Regions from separate parts of the Mus musculus genome. Here region 1 is linked to region 2. The links are chromatin contacts, called in public Hi-C maps. All regions are on one chromosome and are shown on one strand. Each heading gives the region's core, a stretch centred on a gene start, on an enhancer-like site or on the middle of the called end of the contact. The rest is flanking DNA. Distances are from core to core; before and after follow the strand shown.

Region 1 (3,883 bases), core at 1,372-3,871, 170 kb after region 2:
GGGTTAGGACCACTCTCCTATAGGAGGCCTTGTCCTCACAGACCTGTAGTCATCCTGTTTTCACAGAAGGCCGTGGGTTTCAGGGAAGATACAGATGTGGGGGGAGGTCTGTTTACCCTAAGTGTCCAGGGGTCACCATCTGGCCAGATGCTGGACAAAGCGCCATGCAGACTGTTTTGAGAGTTCATGGGCAGCCCTGGGAAGCCAGTGTGATTCCTGTCAGTTGCTCACTGTGGGGCGTTCACAGCTCTCCAGCACTTCAGCGAAAGCATCTTGGAATACCTGGCCAACCTGGACCAGGCCCCAGACCCCACAGTGAGGAAGGACACCTTTGGGGCTGACATCTTTGGCGCCTATGATGTTCTCTTCCACCACTGGCTGCAGAGCCGAGATGCCAAGGTACAGCTGTGACCCATCAGAGCCCTCCTTCTGCCTTTGCCCTTTGCCCTTTTCTCTCTTCCTGGGTGGTCCTAAGGGGAGAAGGGGACCCAAGTTCCCTGCCCATGATCAGTGTTTAGGAGGTGATGAAGAGCCCCTACATCCAACCAGAGTCAACCTGTTTCTAAAGCTTGGTCTTGAGTCCTGGTCACTGTAGGTCCCTGTGGCACCCATTCTGCCCTGAGACTGTGTCCTGCTGGCCAGCGTCTGGCCTCTTGCCATAGTTGCCGCATAGATGCCCTGGCAACCGTAGACATAGGGCTCAGGGCAGGGAGTAGACAGGGAGGCGTTTGCTGTCCTTTCAGCTCCGGCTTGCCGTGGTGGCGGCTCTGGGTCCCATGAGCCACCTGCTTCCCAGTGAGAGGCTGGAAGAACAGCTCCCTAAGCTCCTCCCTGCAGTCCTCGGCCTCTACAAGAAGCATGCGGAGGCCTTTCAGATATCGAAGGTATTTATAGGGCGGGAGGGCACAGCAACACCAGGACCCCTCTGATCAGACCCTGCCTGCGGAAGCAGCCCTAACTTAAAATATTGTGTTGGGTTACTATGTTGCTTATGGGTTATCTCTCTACCATGCACTGGATGGGAGCCTGAGGACCTGCCCTCTCCCTTCCATAGTGACCTGTGACCCAGAAAACACATTGCTTAATGTGCTCCCCAAATTCTGGAGGAGGGGAAGGTATAGCTTCCTTGTTGGGGTCTTAAAGGGTGTTAGTGCTCTCCTGGACGTCATCCTAGGGCTGCACTTCCTTCATGGGGGGCAGGAGGTGGACTGAAGCCATCTCCTCCCTGTCTTGAATAGAGCCTGGGCCAGATTCTCGAGGCAGCTGTGAACGTGAGCAGCCGTACCCTGGAGGTTCAGCTTGATGCCCTCCTGGTGGCTCTTCATGCTCAGGTAGGCTGGAGAGGAGTGCCTGGGGTGGCGGACCTGGTGGGGATGGACTCTTCAAAGTGAACTGCCCAGCGGGAGCACGGAAGCGTGATTGGGAGTAGGTGCTTCAACCACACAGCTGTGAGCGGGCTTCTGAGCACCACGTGAGCGTGGCCCCCAGGCATGAGGCTTCATCTGTGCAATGTCGCGTACTGGCTTCTTTTCTATTGCTGTGACAAAATACTATGACACCTTGTAAAAGAAAGTGTTTGATTGGACTTAAAGTTTCAGAGCAAGTCCATGATGGTGGGCAAGGGCGTGGTGACAGGAACAGCTGGGAGCTCACACGGTGCTCTACAAGGAGGAGGCTGTATAAGTCAGGGTTCTCTATAAAGAATCAGAACTGTTAGCATGTACGCATGCATGCATGCATGCATGCATGTGTGTGTGTCTGTCTGTCTTAGCATGGCTGTGTGATCCAAGGAGTCCAACACTGTCTGGGTCCTGACAGAAAGGCCAGGATCCAGCAGTTGCTCAGTCCATGAGACTGGGAGTTCCAGTCTGATGCTAGAGTCCGTCCCAAGGAAGTGCTAGAGAGTTGCCAGTCTTCAGCCGAGGCTGTAATTTTGGAAAAAAACAAAAAACAAAAAACAAAACCAAAACAAAAACTATACATTATCTTGGGTTGTAAAAGCTGAGGATGGGAAATCCAAGATGGTAAGGTTGGTTACACTGTTCTCTTAAACAGGCTGAGTATAGTTGGTTGAACAGTGTTTAGCTTTGGTTTGGCTTTGTAGTGAGTGTGACTGTTTAAAACATTGTTTAAGATTTATATATTTGGTTTTATGTTTATGAGTGTTTTGCCTGCATGTATGTCCATGTACCAGGTATGTACCCGTTGTGGCCAGAAGAGGGCGTTGACTCACACAAGAGGGCGTCTAGTTGAACTCTTCAACTAGTTGTAAGCCACTGTTTGGGTGCTAGGCAGCTTTTGTATCCCTCAGCATTTGATAGAAGCCGGTTACAGCCTCTAACGTTGCAGCTCTCACTCTGGCCTCGAGTAGCAGGAATTACCTGGAGCCAGTGTTACAGCTCCTGGGCCTGGGGAGGGAAAGACTTTAGGCCCTAAAGGCTAGCCAGCTCCCTAGATCCAGTGCACGCAGTCGCTCTCCTGTGGCTCTTCTGGTCTTCTGTCTCAGCTCTGCCCTCCCTGCTAGAGCTGGCGGTCTTGCTCCGGCTCTGTCCCTCTGTCAGCCGTTGAGCTGTTGTCCGCAGCTGTAAGCAGCCAGCTGCCTGGGCAGCTTGAACTCGGCCACTGATGCTGTGGCTTTGCTGCTTCTGCCCTTGTTGCCGAAATACGTTCTCTGCTATGGCTTCCTGTCTCATTGGCCCTATTTCTAAAAGCAAGCCAGAAAAGATCACTTGAGGGAAGCCTTGTATTGGACCCCCATGTTACACAGAGCATTTGGGTGCCTCTCAGCTGACTCACCAAATGACTCAAGCATCTCACTTATCTATGTAATATCGCCAGAAGAGAGGTGTTTAAACCAATCACAGCCAAGTTCCCTTGCAAATAAAAGCTTACGTTCATAGGAGCCACACAGCCTTGGCCCTTTAGCACCTGTCCAGCACTTGCTCTCCGGTAGGCCATCAGAAGACGTTCCCTCTCTAACCCAGGTAGAAGTGGCTACAGGATCATTAGCGTTCTCTAAGCCTTGTTATAACAAAAAGTCCAGTGTAAGCTTTGAAATAGTTCTGACATAGTCTGTAGCTTCAAGAACCAGAGCAAGCAACCAGAGTATGTAGTTCCCTCATGGTGTCTGTGGAGGGTTCATAAGGGTAGGTAGGATGTCTGGCTGTTTGGCTGACAGTCATTTTTACAGCAGGGGAGAATCTGAAAGTTGCCAGTTAGGGAATCAGACTGCCCCATGCTCCAACATCAGGGAGTCCTACAGTAACAACTTACACCACTGGGCTCGTGAGCTGGCTCCATGGGTAAAGGCGCTTGCCACTCACACTGGAACCCCACATAAAGGTAGAAGAGCTGACTCCATTGAGGTGTTCTCTGGTCTCTGCCTGGGTACCATCGCACATGCCCCCCTACACACACACACACACACACACACACACACACACACACACAAATAATGATAGTAAGTGAATATTCTTTATAAAAAGAACTTATGGAGCCTGCTGGTGGTGGCACGCGCCTTTAGTCCTAGCACTTGGGAGGAGGCAGAGACAGGCAGATCTCTCTGAGTTTGAGGTCAGTCTGGTCTACAGAGCAACTTGCAGGACAGCCCAGGCTCCACAGAGAAACCATGTCTTGAAAAACCAAAAAATAAAAAAATAAAGAAAAAGAACTTACTGGTGCTGGAGGCTGGAGAGACAGCAGTTTAACTTACCTGCTGCTCTTCCACAGGACCCAAGCCAAGTTCAGTTTCTAGCACCCATATGTTGCCTCAGGACCTGTGACTCCAGAAGATCCAATACATACATTTGGTATACACACACACACACACACACACACACACACACACACACACTCACGGGCAAAATAAAACTCATATAAGTAA
Region 2 (3,848 bases), core at 861-3,360:
TCAGGGTCTATGTCCAGGGTGGCGCTGGCCAGATGTTCTGTCCCGAAGACACACTGGAACTGAGCCTCCAGTCTGTGAAGAAGGTGCTGCCCCTCCACACCCAGCAGGAACCTGGCACTGCCCGGGTGCTTCATGTTCAGCGTGTGACAGCTAATGCTGCCCAGCAGACTCTGAAGCAACTCTTGGGCTGCCTGGCAGGGGGCCCTGGCTCCACACAGCTGCGGGACCAGAAGGAGGGCAGCTTATGGGTTCAGAGCACAGGAAAGGTACCTGGGTCCCAGTAAGAGAAGAGGCAAAGTTGAGGGGATCCTGAGGGGGGGTCACTCACCCGAAAGCCAGTCACATCCGTTCCTTCAAGTGGGAAAAGGGCAACATCTTCTAGGCTGGCGAGGAGGTCCTCATAATAAAGCTGCAGGTAGCGCACAGCTCCTGGTTCCACTGACATCACCATTTCCACCAGGCCCTCTTGCTTCTGCATCTCCCCATACCCAGGGCTCTCCAGCCCAGTCTCTACAGACTCCATGGCTGTCCCCACTAGACCCATTAGCCCCTCTTGCCCTGTGGCAACTTCCCCCAGGCCCTCCTGCTCCTGAACACCCACTGAGTCTGAGGCCATGGGTCCTACTTGCTCTGGGAGCTCTGTAGAGCTCTCTACTGGATCGACTGGGCTTGTAGACCCCATACTCCCCTGGATCCTAATTGATCCCGAGTCAACTGGCAGGGCTTGTCCTGGAGCTCCTACAGGACCTGCCCTTAGAAGGGTTCCTAATTGTTGTGGTGCCTCCCCAGAGCCCACAGCCATGGTCAGAGCCCCGGCCAGTCCTCCAGTTCCTGTAGGCGCATGACCAATGACTCCAGATTCTTGAGTAGCTGAATGGTCCCTGCCACTGACGCCCTCAGCGAGCGCTTCTGGCTCTAAGACATCATAGTGAGGGACAAGGCTCAACTCAATGCCCTGTAGCCAGTGTTTCTGCTTCAGCACCCGTTCAGCCACTGGAGGGAGAGAGAAGACAGAAAGCACACTGAGTCTCTAGCGTAGAGGAAGGGTCCTCCTAATTTCAGACACCACTTACCCTGCCATTGCTGAAAGGAAATAACAGTGCCTAGCTGCCCAGGCAGGCTGCGCAGACCCTCCAGGGGTCCGCCACCACTGCGACGCTCATTTTCCAGGTAGAGCTCCAACAATAACAGGTCCACAGGAGAAGCACTGTCCACCACACGTACTGCTCGGGTCTGGGGCACCCAGGCCAAGGACACAGTGGCTCCATTCAGGGGCAGATTCCGGGCCTGTTCTGCCAGGGCACTGACCTCTGTGGGCAGTATATGAATCAACTCGGGCACCCTCCTTAACTAGAAGCTATGCCGCCCCCCCCACCAGCCCTGCCTCTCACGTGCCTCTTACCTGCCTCAGAAAGGGGCGTGGATAACTGGACCAGGGCACAGTCCTGCCGAGGACTGGCCAGGGCATGGCAAGTCTGCACGGGGTGTCCTGCAGCACCCAGCAAGGCCTGAACATGTTGCTCCAGACTCAGAGGTGAAGTGCCAGGTGGCAGGTGTTGGAGAAGCACACGTTCTGGGGCACGCGGTGGGGCTGGCCTCAGGCTCAGTCGGACACCATGTAGTCGGTGCTCTGCCTGGGCTAAGACCCTCTTTGCATCTGTGAGCAGAGATGAAAGTGTCAGAGATGGCAACGCTTCAGGGCACCCAGGCAACCTCTTGATTCAACCTCCTCACCTGCAGGATCTTGAAAGATGAGGACACCCCCACAGCCAAGTCTCTGCCAGCTCAATAGAAGTCCTCCACCCGAGCGACGGTGGTTTTCAAAGTACAGAGTAATGAGCTCATCTGGTATTTCTGGGGGCAGTCCCCGGAGCTCCAAGGCTGCCCCTGCCTCCACCTCTGCCATCAGAGTCCTGGGCGGCAACACATGGGAGGAGAAGAGGACCACTCACTTCCCCTGTCCAGTCCTCTCTCCCACGCTCTCAGCTGCTCCCCAGCACCCCATATTTACACTCACCCCTGCTGTCTCAGGCCAGTGTCTCAGGCCAGTCAGTTATGCCTGCTGTCCTTCCCAGGCAGAAGGCCTAAGGTAGGAAAACAAAAGTGAAACTGACTGGGGACAGGAAAGAGGGAGGAGCTAAGCCAGAGGCTGTAAGTAGTTCAGGAACTTCCTCTCCTGCTCTAGCCTTAATCCTCAGTCCACAAGGAACTTCTAAGGACCTTTCTGCCGAACCACCCACTAGCCTCTTAGCTAGTGGGGTAGACCAGATGTCTCCTAGACTTTCTCTTCTTCTTTGGCTTCTCTTTGTGGCTAATCACCCTTCCTATGGGATGCTTGAGATACAGTCACACTGTCAACCCCCCACCCCAAGAATCTCTAGGCTTCTGTGCCCTGGGTCCCAGACATGAGCAGCGCTGATCTTAGAGGCTGGCCCCTGGCTGGGTCCGGCTCTTAGAAACCGTCAAACCCAGAGGATAATCAGCCTTGCTTCTAAATGCTAAGGGTGAGCAGTTCCACCCTTCGCCCCCCAAAATCTCAAACCCAGAGACGAATTTTCTGGTCCCTGGGTCTCATATGATAGAGAACTGATTCCTGCAAGTTGTCTGTCTTCCATGTGTGTGCCACAGCATGGCGGGTGCACGCATAAACAAACAAAGGTGACTGTTTAAAAGCCTAATGCTCAGATCATAACACAGCTTTTCCCTTGTGATTCCCTTCAGCCCACATCTGCCTAGTCCTTCTTTCTATGCTCCTTGCTCATCACCATTGCCCGCGATGTAGCCACTGTGCTGACATGCCTTTCTGCTGTTCATCCTTCCACAGAAGGGGAGCCGGAATCACAGACAGGACCCAGAGGGCCTCGCCTCACACCTAAGCTTTGCCATTATTATTATTATTATTATTATTATTATTATTATTATTGATACCGGGTATCACTCGGTAGCCCAGACTGCCTGAAACTCAGTGTGCAGGCCGGACTGGTTTTGAACTAGAAAGGATTCTTCTGTCATTCTCAGTCCTGAATGGTGGAGATATAGGTGTGGACAAGCATGCCCAGATTGGAGGCTGTGCCTTGAGAAGTCACTTTCCTGTCCGCCCCCATAGCTTGCTTGTTTCTTTCATCTCCAGAGCTGCTGCTCTCTACCCACACCTTCCAGTCAGGCCAGCTCGACCTCTGCTGTTCTTCCAAAGGATCATGGGGTTTTGCCCAGTCTATATGTCTAACCCTGTAGTCCTTGAATCTCCATGACCTCCCCCACAATCGAGAGCCTCCAAGACTTCTTGAAGGACCATGCTACCCTTTTTCCTTCTCTGCCACCCCCACTGTGGCTCCTCCACAGAGGTGACAGGGGACCAGCGGCTGCTACAAATCCCAGGAGCCAATGACAGTGAAAGCTAAAGTCTAATTGTCCCCAGTTCCTATCCCTCTAATCCCTTTTCATACAACACACCTGGGTGTTTATTTGGCTCCAACCTCCCAGGTCTCAGCTCTTGCCTAAACCAGTATCCCTGGACCATCTCTAACTTCAAATGACCTAGCCTTCCCCACAGAGCCACATGGGGCTATCCCTTCTCCGTAATTTCCCTCACCCAGCCCTTAGTGAGATCTTTAACATGGAGCTAAAACCTTAAACGACCTCTGAGTTGTCCAAGCTCCTTCTGAGGCCCTATAGTCAACTTTGTGCTTGTTTTACTTTTATTAAAGGGCCCACTAATTATATGAGAGTCTGCTTCTACAAAAGCCTGTCTCATCTATTCTATGCTTTCTTCTTACAGGACTTAACCACCCTCTATCACACTGTACTTTACTTAGAGGGCTTGCCACAGGCGCAGATGCAAGAGAACA

What was found. Hi-C and Micro-C count contacts between places; a contact is called where the count stands out from the background.
Region 1: a Hi-C map of the STO cell line shows a contact between it and region 2, with 2.3 times the contacts expected there. The contact joins the enhancer-like site here to the promoter of Parp10 in region 2. A contact is called at or near these places in 8 of 39 promoter capture datasets (the 3T3-L1 cell line, the HPC-7 cell line, HPC-7-derived erythroid cells and 4 more), 1 of 484 Hi-C or Micro-C datasets (the STO cell line) and 2 of 9 other capture datasets (adipose tissue and liver).

The regions. Positions count from the first base shown.
Region 1 is chr15:76,407,645-76,411,527 of GRCm38.p6, forward strand. It overlaps Mroh1 (maestro heat-like repeat family member 1), which reads left to right. Exons shown (of 44, transcript NM_175457.4): 8 at 248-399; 9 at 744-884; 10 at 1,239-1,331. Among named protein-coding and RNA genes, the nearest start is that of Mir6954, 24 kb to the right of the region's middle. Within about 2 kb of position 2,622, at least 1 of the 459 cell types and tissues checked has an H3K27ac peak or open chromatin away from gene starts, as enhancers often do. A contact at or near this core is called in the STO cell line, where this site is marked.
Region 2 is chr15:76,241,330-76,245,177 of GRCm38.p6, forward strand. Parp10 (poly (ADP-ribose) polymerase family, member 10) reads right to left here and starts at 2,111. Exons shown (of 11, transcript NM_001163575.1): 1 at 2,018-2,111; 2 at 1,735-1,913; 3 at 1,403-1,657; 4 at 1,074-1,310; 5 at 329-993; 6 at 1-218. The coding sequence starts at 1,906.